Regions from separate parts of the Mus musculus genome. Here region 1 is linked to region 2. Evidence: chromatin contacts called from public Hi-C data. All regions are on one chromosome and are shown on one strand. The core of a region is the stretch at or near the end of the contact, and the rest is flanking DNA. Distances in the headings are between cores, read along the strand shown. Region 1 holds the start of Poc5 (POC5 centriolar protein). Region 2 overlaps Sv2c (synaptic vesicle glycoprotein 2c).

The links. Hi-C and Micro-C count contacts between places; a contact is called where the count stands out from the background.
Region 1: a Hi-C map of regulatory T cells shows a contact between it and region 2, with 3 times the contacts expected there. The contact joins the promoter of Poc5 here to the enhancer-like site in region 2. A contact is called at or near these places in 13 of 39 promoter capture datasets (the 3T3-L1 cell line, 3T3-L1-derived adipocytes, the HPC-7 cell line and 8 more), 1 of 15 datasets of contacts at CTCF or cohesin (large pre-B cells), 37 of 484 Hi-C or Micro-C datasets (B cells, CD4 T cells, CD8 T cells and 23 more), 19 of 115 datasets of contacts at active chromatin or transcription factors (DN3 thymocytes, T-cell acute lymphoblastic leukemia, Th17 cells and 15 more) and 2 of 9 other capture datasets (liver and pancreatic islet).

Annotation. Positions count from the first base shown.
Region 1 is chr13:96,385,462-96,390,724 of GRCm38.p6, reverse strand. Poc5 (POC5 centriolar protein) reads right to left here and starts at 2,431. Exons shown (of 13, transcript NM_026173.3): 1 at 2,194-2,431; 2 at 363-502.
Region 2 is chr13:95,969,687-95,975,518 of GRCm38.p6, reverse strand. All of the region lies in intron 12 of Sv2c (synaptic vesicle glycoprotein 2c), which reads left to right. Among named protein-coding and RNA genes, the nearest start is that of Gm24032, 75 kb to the right of the region's middle. Within about 2 kb of position 1,933, at least 19 of the 459 cell types and tissues checked have an H3K27ac peak or open chromatin away from gene starts, as enhancers often do. A contact at or near this core is called in CD8 T cells, the N1E-115 cell line, Th1 cells and 5 more, where this site is marked.

The sequences.
Region 1 (5,263 bases), core at 1,182-3,681, 410 kb before region 2:
CTTACTGCAGAGCTACCTCTCTGAACACTGCGCTTTTCAAAAAATCACATTTTAAAAAAGAAATACTACTCTGGCAGCTTTAGGACAGATTTGGATTCTAAAACTATAGAGTCCAATCGAGAGCCAGCTGTAGGAATCCAAGCAGTAAGGGTTCTTTTAAGTATCAACCTGGGAGACAAAATGAGGTCCTTAAACCAGAATGCAGCCTTGGCAAGGGCTCTGAGGTGTGGCTCTGAGGCAGCTGTGCGACGGTGATGACAATGTGGGCTCATGACCAATGACCACTTAAACATCCAAGTGGGGACTACTGATGTGCTCAGATTTGTGTCCAGAGTAACTAGATGAAACATGCTACTACTCACCGAAGCAAGGACGGTAGCACAATGGAACTGGAAGGTCAGCAAGTTCAGTACCAGCTGTGCCGGCATGAGGTTGCCTCTGGAGCATCGGGTTTGTGGGCACGCAGGAGTCAGTATCCCTGGGCTCCTATGGATTTACTCATCTGTGGGCCAAAAGTATTTCTTAAAATCACATTGGTCTTGACATGCACAGACTTTTCTTATCGCCATCCCCTAGACAATTCTGTGCAATAACAACTTACCTAGCATTTATACTATATTAGGGTTCTATGTAAAGTGGACATAATTTAAAGTGTGAAGGGTGGTATATGTCATAGGCTACACTATGCCATTTTATATAGTTCTCTTGAACATCTGTAGATGTAGGCATCTGCAGGATCTGGGAATCAATCTGCTGAATTCTGTGGTTACAGAAGGATAGCGGTTATGTGACTACGTTGGCTACTCAGCACCCAGCTCCGAGCACTGGAATTCACAATGGCTAGGATGTGCCTTTGCCTGTATTACAAGCATAGGCTGGAGATTTAGACTGAGGAGGCATTGACCTCTTGGGGTAATACGAAAGAAATGGGGATGGATGGGATTCCCCATTGTGGTAAAAGAACTGCTATCCTGCAGACCAAACACAACTGCACACACTTTTAGAATATAAACATATGTATTTTCTAGAAGGATTTTTAGATTCAAACATGATTTCAAAGGAGTTCATAATCCTAACAGAGGACTGCTCTGAGAAGAGGAACCTAAAACTGCTAGCTTTTAAGGAACAGTGAAGTGTCAGGAGAAAGATGGGAGGCAGCCAGAACACCGGAATTGTGTGGAGAGCAGTATGAGGGTCACTGGCCAGAAGGGGGCAAGGAAGGCCCCCAGCATGCAGATCAGGAGGCTGCCTTGACACCCGTGACAGTTTCAGCTGCCCCTGGAGCAGGCCTCAATTATAGTTTGCTAAGAAAACAATTGAGATAAAGACACTGAAGAAGAAGGGAGAGATGCAGGGAAAACCACAGAATAGAAAGCCAGGGTGCAGCCAGAATTGTGCAAAGGGAATTTCTCTTTTATTCAGCATTGGTATGGTTCCAGAGGATAAGTAAACTAAGTCTGAGCTGTGACTGTCTTTCATTAAGCCATGCAGGGAAGATAAAATAGGCATGGATCTGCATCGAAGAATGAACACTTCACTAGTCTCAAATCAACCACTGTGGTAATTTGATCCGTTTTAATTTTAATTACATTTTCCCTTATGACTTGTTTGCAGACCTGGTAGGCAACCAGAGTTGGGAATTGTGGATTATTTTAGTAACAAATGAGCTGGTATGATCAGACGCCAAAATTGTTTCTTAAAAACATATTGCGGTCAGAAAGCGATCGGACTTTTGGAAAATACGTTATCTGCCATTTATCCCTGCTCTTTGCAAACAGGCAGGAGAAATAACGTGAGACGAAAACAGTAGCATTTCTTCAGTTTCTGGGTTCAGAAGAATGGTGCTTTAGAGGGTGACACGCACCATTCCACTACATTCTCGGCACTCTTTAACCTAAGCTGAAACCACAAGATACTTTGAATGCTTCTCTTTGCTACTGGTACAACTTAACTGAAAAGCGGACTCGGGGAATTCAAACGCAATCTCTAAGAGGCGGAGAACGAACCAACGTGTAGCTGGCCGCAAGGTGACTTCTCCCGTCTTAACTGCACGCAAAGAGAGGGCGAGCACCAGGCCCTTCCAAGTTTTCTTTCACCATCCTCCAATCCGGCCCCATTTAAATCTAATTCTTTCTTAATAAAAAACAACGTTCTGTTTGGCTATGTCCCCACGTCCTAAAGAACAGGACCTACTTAGTTCGCATCACTTGTGTCTTCTCTTTCTGGCACCTCCAGGGACGATGCTCCCAATCCTGCCAGGGAGGAACCGGCCTGGGCGCCGCCACCGGGATCCACCGTCTCGGCGAAACCTCGGCTCCTGACTCGCTGCGACAGACGGCGTCGCCGCCGCAACCAAAGCAAGCACAGCGGCTCCCCTAGCAGCCACTTGACAGTTTCAAACTGAGGGCCCTGATGAAAGACAGCCCTAACTATTGGTCCACAGCTTCAGCAATCTTAAACTTGATTGGTCCGTGGTAAGTGGGCGGAGCCCAAGGTATCTCCGCGGGACAAGCCGGAAGTAGGAGATTTACAGGCAAAAGCCGGCCCAGAGTTCCCAGAACAGAGCGCATGCTCGGTGCTGCTCTGTGCCTGAGGACTACTACGGGGCGGCACTGCAGACAAATTTAATTATCTTCGCAAATCTGTGAAAGCTGAGTGCTGTTTATTTTCAACAATGAGGATGACATAGGCATAAAGCCTCGAGATTTCGTTTCATGCACAGATAACAGGCCGCAAGGCCACTGGCCCGGCAGCTGCTCTCTTAAAAACACAAATGTCCGATGCCCTCTATTGATTTCTTTAGTTTTGGGTTAGGGAGTTTAACGAATAATGTAATTATGAGGATGAGGGTATAACAAACTGCCAGCCTAAGTTTTTTGTTTTTTGTTTGCTTGTTTGTTTGTTTTTGACTTGCAACTCCAGGGCATTTCCCTTGGTTTATTCTGTGTGGGGTATTCAAAAATTTAAACATAGATCCTAACTTTGGTGACATCTCAGCTAAAATAAAATACAGAAGGCTAAACAGGGAGAATCCAGTGTAATTCACTTCTAAATCCATAGCAACGTAATTTAATACTGTAAAATTGTTTACTATCACAGACCCAACAGATAATTCCCAAAGTAGCCCTTGGCAGCTACTTTAAACCAACATGACTGAGTCTAACCAGCCTAAGTTTTACTGATGACCTAACTGCTGTAAGCTGCAAACAGAAACTTTTGGTGGAATATCGCGACCTTAAAAGACAGAACACAATTACAACTTAAAACTTGGCTTTAGTAAGTACTCATTAACACCTTCGGTAATGCTACCCACATAATACGGTCTAGGGAGATAAAATGAGTTAATATATTAAAACAGACATTTCGGACCCCAGACTAGAAAAGAATAATCTGTTCGATCCCCCCCACCCCTTTTGTAACCTACATGATGTCACTTTCTTTTTTCTGTATACGGAAGTGGCACAGCTGCAGCCTCACCTACTTCTGTTTGTCAAGAGTTAGACTTTTATTATCTTTTAAAAGTTATGCTCTCTCTCTCTCTCTCTCTCTCTCTCTCTCTCTCTCTCTCTGTGTGTGTGTGTGTGTGTGTGTGTGTGTGTGTGTGTGTGGTGAGGGGAAATAGTCTCTATTTTCACCACGTGTGACCTGACTTGGGGGTTGAACGCAGGTCATAAGGCTTGGTGGTAAGTGCTTTTACCCATTGAGCCATTTCACTGGCTCTTATATTTGAATGATAACGAAGAAGATCACAAAAAATTTTTGTTGGCATTAGCTGTGTTGATTTCCTCCCCTAAGCTTATTTTAAAAGACAAATTACTACCACTAGAAATAATTTTATACTTCGTTCTAATAATTGTTGTTCAGTTGAATACTACATGGTGACCCTGTTGTGTTTTATAAAAGGAGCAGGGGTGGTGGTGGCAGAGGTGGTGGCAGGGGTGGTGGAAGGGAGCATTTCAACGGGCCCTGCCAAGGTGTCCCCCAGAACAACCAACCCATGTGACAGGCCAAGTATAAAAGGGAGTTTATTTGGGACCTGGGGGAGGGGGTAGAGGCAGAGAAAGGGGAACAGAGAGAGGAGAGAGGAAGAGGGGAAGAGGAGAAGAGGAGAGAGGCCAGCTGGGAACATGTGAGAGGGTGGGAGGGAGGGAAGGAAGGAAGGAAGGAAGGAAGGAAGGAAGGAAGGAAGGAGGGAGGGAGGGAGGGAGGAAGGAAGGAAGGAGGAAGGGAGGGAGGGAGGGAGGGGGAGGGGGAGAGAGAGAGAGAGAAAGAGAGAGAGAGAGCATTTGAAGCTAGGCTGGTACCTGGTTATTGCTAGGTAACTGTTGGGCAGAGCCTAGAGGAAATGCTAGCAGACCCCTGCCACTGTAATCCAGTTTTTTCTTCCTCATCTTTGTATGTGTGCTACTGTGTGTGGAGGCCAGAGGTCAATGTCAGGTGTCCTCTTCGGTTATACCACATCTTATTTTTTGAGACATGGTCTCTCACTGAAACGGGAGCTCATTGATTTGGCTCCTGTAGCTGGATAATGAACAACAGCTTGTGATGCAGGGATTTCAAAAGTAAAAACTGCACACGAATCGCATGGCTGGATGAGCATCGCGGGAGGCTGAACTGAATAGTTAGAGAAAGATTTGAGATTTTACGTCAAAGATAAATGATATATTTTTAGGTTTTCAGAAGAGATAAAAACAACTTGGAAGAAGGATGTGAAAGACCCACAACGTGAGGACTCTCCCACGTTCTGAATCAGGAGAGGCAACACCCCAAATCACTCACAAGAAACAATCTTGATGCAAACTGCAAGAGGATTTTTATCCCAAGAGCACTCTGGTACCCACAGTCATACACCACTCAGGGTTAGAGGACCGTGGGCCACAAGTGCAGAATTGTGACAGCTTTTATGGGGTTACAACAAAGAGCCCACATAGTGCCGGCCAATCGATTTGTACCACTCCATAATTTCTAGGCCAATCATTTTAAATCATCAAACCTGTGCCCCGAGGGTTTGGCCCAATCAGTTTTCTATGGCCCCGGTGGTTCACTTTTGCGTGGGTTCCTGGGCGGGGGAGGCAAAACGCAGTTTCGGTGTGTAATCTTTTCTTCTATGGTGCAAGCAGTTTACAGAAGCTAGATAATCGGTTAGTCAACTCTTTTCCTGTTATCTTACTAGGTCAGAATCATGGTATTCACAGAGAACAGGGCCCTGGAGCGGCAAGAAGTGTGGCCTTTTACCTATACTCTGGCAGGGAGCAGGGTCTGG
Region 2 (5,832 bases), core at 684-3,183:
GCCTTCTGAAACCCCAGGGCTCCTAGTGGGAGGGGAAAAACCAGGAGAATCCCCAGAGACTCCGAGGCCAGCCTGGGCAAGTTGCAGCGAACAGTAACACTCTCAGGGCAAGCAGAGAGAAACACCTTAAGTTGACCTCTGACCTCCACAGTGCACTGTGGCTTGCACGTATTTGTGCTCGCATGAACACACACACACACACATTCGTACACACACACACGCACACCCTTTCTTTCTAAGAACAAGGTTGCAGCTGGAATACTTTGTCACACAGTCCCCCCAAAAGAGGCACGGATGCCTTGGGCATCACATCAGAGGGGGCTGGGTGGAACTCTGCAACCGAATAATAACATTCAAAGTATTACAGCCCTGCTTTGCCTTCTGACAGGAGCTGAAATGCATGCCCTGTGACGTCTTTCATTCCATGAGAAGTCCCATGTTTTATTGTCATGAAAGTTTGTCCTCTGCACTGGAGTACGCTGTAGCCTTTGAAAAGAAAGGTGCTCTTCTCCCTCTAAGAAAGGACTACACTGAGACATTTGAGCTCTCGATTTGTTACCAGTCCTGCGACTTGATTTTGTCAAGTGTATTGCACCCCTGGGTATTTCCTCTACAGGGGACACTCACACATTTATCCCTCAGGATCATCTTTACAGCATTTCTTCGTATAAAGGACCAATTTTGGTACCCATATGCCTAACTTCCTATAGAACATCCATAGCCCAAGGGCCTAAGAGACTACTTACCAAACATTCTCATTCACACCCTTAGTAAATTCTCCATCATTTTCTCCGGCAGTGGGAACTGTACAGTCTGCACACGGTGTCCCCTGCACCATCCACCCTATGCTCACTCTCTGTGTGGCAGGAGGTCACTGAATTTCCTTCATCGGCATCTCATTTTAAAACCTGGGCATTGGACTTTTTTTTTTTTTTTTTTTTTTGGTTTTTCGAGACAGGGTTTCTCTGTATAGCCCTGGCTGTCCTGGAACTCACTATGTAGACCAGGCTGGCCTCGAACCCAGAAATCCGCCTGCCTCTGCCTCCCGAGTGCTGGTATTAAAGGCGTGCGCCACCACGCCTGGCAAAATTGAACATTTTACTTCACACCCTCCGTGTTAAAGCAAGGCTGAATGAGAGAGCCTCCTTCCTGTTTGTCTTACATTGTGAGCTTGATGGGATGTTAGATTAGATCACCTGTCACACAGCTCACAGGAGGGGGAGGGGTGAATATTCTCTTGGGGAGGGGCACTGATTTTGAAAAGAAAAAGAGAAGAACACAAGGATTGAGTGATCCTTTCCCCTGGGTAACCCCGGTCTGCCTCGGTCCTGAGGTTAGAAAGGAGAAACGCCAAGGAAAGGGAAGGGAAGCTTGCTGTGTGTGTTCACTCGAGTCCTCCATTAAAGAAGAGGATGCGTGATGTTTCCTCTGGGCAAAGGACGGACAGTTACATGTCCATACAGTTACAGTGTGGCCCGGCTGTGTTAATGGGAGAAGAGATGTGGAGGTTACTGTGTCAGAGAGAGTTTCTTAGCAGAGCAGTGTCTGAACTTGGGCTTGAAGAATAGTGGGTGGCAGGCACACAAAGAGATGGGTGGAACGGGTAGTCTGCGAAATGCCACCTAAAATGCCCTGGAAGGAAGAGAGCTAGCAAAGTCCAGCAGAAACTCAGTCACCGAGGCCAGTGCACTGATCGTCCCATGAAGACAGAAGAGGGTATGAGGGGAAGGGACCAGTTGGAGGAGTGGCTAAGCCAGGTGTATACGCCATTCAATGTCTCCATCCTTCTGTTTTTAATCCTCCTTTCTTGTCAAACTGTAGGCTTCTCTCAAATCCTAAGTGTAGCCAAGTGGCCTTGTATGCTCTGGTGCACTTTGCTTCTTGGCTAGCACGGCTGCCATCTCGCCAGTGGCTTTCTGCTGCCACCGTGTGGCCACGGCAGAGTCCACATTTCTGTGTCCTTCACCCTAGTGGCCTTCCATCCCTGGAGCCCAGGCCAGGAACCACACCAGTTACCAGACCAGTAATCTGTGCTCACCCTGTCTTCAGGGTGTATGTCCTTCCTGCAGAGAGTTCCTGCCTTTCCCTGGCCGCTTCTCATGTACGCACAGTCCAGCTATGATCCCAGAGATGTAAACTCCTGGCAGCTCACACACCCCACCTCCTGTTAGTCTTGATGGTTTGTGCTGTCACTCTAGTCCATGGGATTTTTCTCTTTCTCAATGACCTAGCATCAAACCACAGACCAGAGTTAACTCCCTAAGTCTCTCCCCTCAGGACTGCGGCTGTTCACACAGATATTTCCAGTTCCTCCCCACAGCCAACCTGCAATCTTGATTCTCCTACTGACCATTGGTGTGTCTGTAGGGAGACCACTCAGCTAGCCTGTGCTGTGATTGTTTGAGATGTGGGATGAAGATGAAGAAAATGTCATGCTGAGTCCCCTCTACTGACAGCCTTCTTGTCACCAACCCATGCACTCCCGGTTTACGGGTCTCTATATGCCATGTCATCCCGTTAGATCTGTTTGCATTTTCCCGTATGTTTACACAGTGGCCATTCAGCAGAGTCTTTCTTTCTGTGTCGGGAGAGTGAGAGCTGAGTATGGTGGCCTGTATCTGTAATCCAGCACTGGAGCTGCTGAGGCAGGAGGATTGGGATTCCAAATTTTAGGCCAGTCTAAGCTATATAGAAATCCCAGGCCAGCTTGAGCTATGAAGCAAAACCTGTCTCTGAAAAAAGAAGGGAAGCATAATGGATGGGGAGCACGCACTGCCTCTATACACCACAGACTCACAGCTCCATTGCCGTGGGGACGGATGCTGCTGGAGGTTAGAACAGGGTGGAAGAGGGAGGAGTAGATGAGGAAGACGGTCATCCGGCCCACTGAGCTCTATGAAGTCGCCTCTCTCTGCTCCAGGTACTGACCAAGTCCTCGCATCAAAGGGCCACAGACACAGGGATGTAGTAATAACACTAGCACTAGCCTGTAAGCTCAGTGGGTGTCTGAGTCCGTGTTCAAGGTTGGGGTGCAGAGCATGCGTTTTCTAGGACCTGGAATCACACCAAGCAGACTTTACCATGGTTTAAGTCTGCCAGGCTCAGGGGAATACCTGATTGCCTGTTGTGCTAAGGGCAGGGCATTGTTTCCAATCAACTGCGTGCCCTCAACCCTACTCATGCCACCAATGGAAACCCATCCCCGTGCTTATTAGCACCACCACCACCACCACCCCACACATACCGTCATGCTGGCTTCTATGATAGATGCTTCTAGTACAATCATCCCCTGCCTGTTGATTCCCGGTGAGCCGCCATAGTAAACCACACCATAGAGCGCATGACAGTGGAATGTTGGTGACTTTACTGTTCACCACCTGACTCTAACTAAAGCAATGGTTTCTTAAAATTAGGACTGTGTTGTCCTTATTTGCTGAATGAATGAGATACATATCTAAGGCTGAGCATGGTGGCCCATACATCAGCACTTAGAAGTCAAAGAGAGAAGGAACACAAGTTCATGGCCAGCCTAGGTTACATAGCCTTTGTCTCAGACCAAAAAAAAAAGAGAGAGAGAGAGAAACTAATACAAAAAAAAGCTTTATAAAAATAAATTCACCTGGGAATGGACTATAGAGTCCTCAGGCCGTTCAGACAATTGTGTGGGCTTCTCTTCACTGACCCTTCAGTGTCCCTCTGCCACTTCTGCCACCTGCTCCTTGATCTCTGGATTCATGGCTGTCAGCTTCCTCCCTCACATTGCATTGCCGGCTAGGTCCTGCTGGCTCTGCTGCACCAGTGGAGGAGAGAAAACTGTTGTGAATTCAGGTGCGGGCCCTGTTGGAAATCAGCCTGCCGACTGGGGCAAATTCTTCAGCCTTCCAGTTCAATTCACAGTTTCTCTCCCCTGTGAATTGAATGGAGAATGAGATGCTGTGCAGAGAATTTCAGACATTAACTTTACCCAAAGCTCGCGCCTTACAAGAGTAGTTATTCTGCTCTTCTTGCAGAGGAGGGGAGGAGACCCGGTCATGAAAGTTACTTGTCCAGGGTCACCTAGCCTCAGATAGGTGACAGGTGTAGCTCTCTGCCTTCCCAGGAGGCTTGAGACACAGTGTGGAGTCTGTCCTGGAAGCTTTCCTGGGGCCAGCCGGGGAGGGTGGCACAAGCCTGTAATGCCATCACTTGAAAGGCTGAGACTGGAGGCTTGCAAGTTGGAGAACTACCTGGGTTACAGAGTAAGGTCAAGGCCAGTGTGGATGCCTTGGTGATTAAAACAACAAGAAAACAACAACAACAAACAAACAAAAAAATACCTTAAATCCCAAAAAACAACAAAACCCACATAAAAGCCAGAAGCTCATGGGTTATTGGGCTACACACCAGCATGAACGGTGCTTGACCTCAGATGAACTCCCAGCTTCATCTTCTCATCTTTGCTGCCCAGCATTCCTGGTTGCTCTCTTCTTCTTCACCCTGGCCCTGGCACACACTTTCTAGTCAGGTTTATCAGATTCAGTGATGAGACACAAAGGCTCTCATTATTGCCTGGGTTTCATGGGAATGTTTTATTTCGGCAGGAGCGAGGAACAGGGACCTGTAAAAAGTAACCGGAAGCCCCTTGATGGCAGAGGGACTTTTGGGATGACATGGACAGCCACTTGGAGTCTAGGGAGACTGCTCAGCCCAGCTTGTGGGGAACTCTTTCCACACCCTGAGGGGTGAGGAAGGCAGGTTGGTGGGGGTTCAGGCTGGCATCTAGCCTCCTTGAGGACGATGCTACTCTTCTCAGTAAGACAAATATTCCCCGTTAAAGATCAGAAAGCTGTGGAGGGGCAGGTACAGCTCATGAATGGCTTCCCTGACTCCCATATGCGAGGGTCTGGGTTCAGTCCCCAGTGCTCACACAGAGACAACAAGCAACTGCATTCTGTGTTCTGAATTGAGAATTCAGGCTTGCCATTTTCTCTGGTGGAAAAAAAAAAGCAAGATGGTATTTTAGAGTCAAATAAACAGACATCATCCAACTAATACCTAAGAAAAGGTCCAAAATGGCCCACATAAATGCTTCGAAAATCTACTTCTGACATACTTGGAAGCAGCCAGGAAGTTGCTCATTTACTGAGTACCCCAGGCATCCTTATGCCTCTGCGGAGGACTCAGGACTCGCGGTGAGCAGCTGCAAGGACTGCGCAGCCCCTGCAGATGTAGCCAGCCTTTGGGAGGCTAACTTCAGGCCAGCAGATGCCCCGGATTGCAGCAGGCAAGTGTCTGAGAGAATCGGTGTGGGCAGAAGCCTCAAGGAAGGAACCCTGAGGAGCCAGGAGAGAGGAGACGATCGTTAGGGAGAAGCTGATGGTCAGGGAGAAGCTGATGGTTAGGGAGAAGCTGATGGTTAGGGAGAAGCTGATGGTACTTGGTAAAATAACTAGATAGGACATGTGAAAAGCAGGCTGAACAGGAGCAGGAGCCATCTTGGTGGCTCGTGACTTGGAGTCTTCATGCTCTGAAACTGTGGCAGAATTGTTATTGGTTAGTCTGGGCTACACAGAGACTGTGTCTAAAACAAAACAAAGCACCACCTGAACCAACAGAACCGAAGGTGGAGGTGGGAAGGGTAGGGGTGGTTAGAGTACTGTATATGACTTGTTTCTTCTCAATACAAAAATAACAAACGCAACAATAAAAGCAAACAGAAACAGGAGCACAGCTGGGAGTGGTGGCACATGGCCCTTAATCCCAGCACTCGGAAGGCAGAGGCAGGCAGATCTATGAGTTCCTGACAGCCAGGGCTACACAGAGAAACCCTGTCTTGAAAACAAATGAACAAGC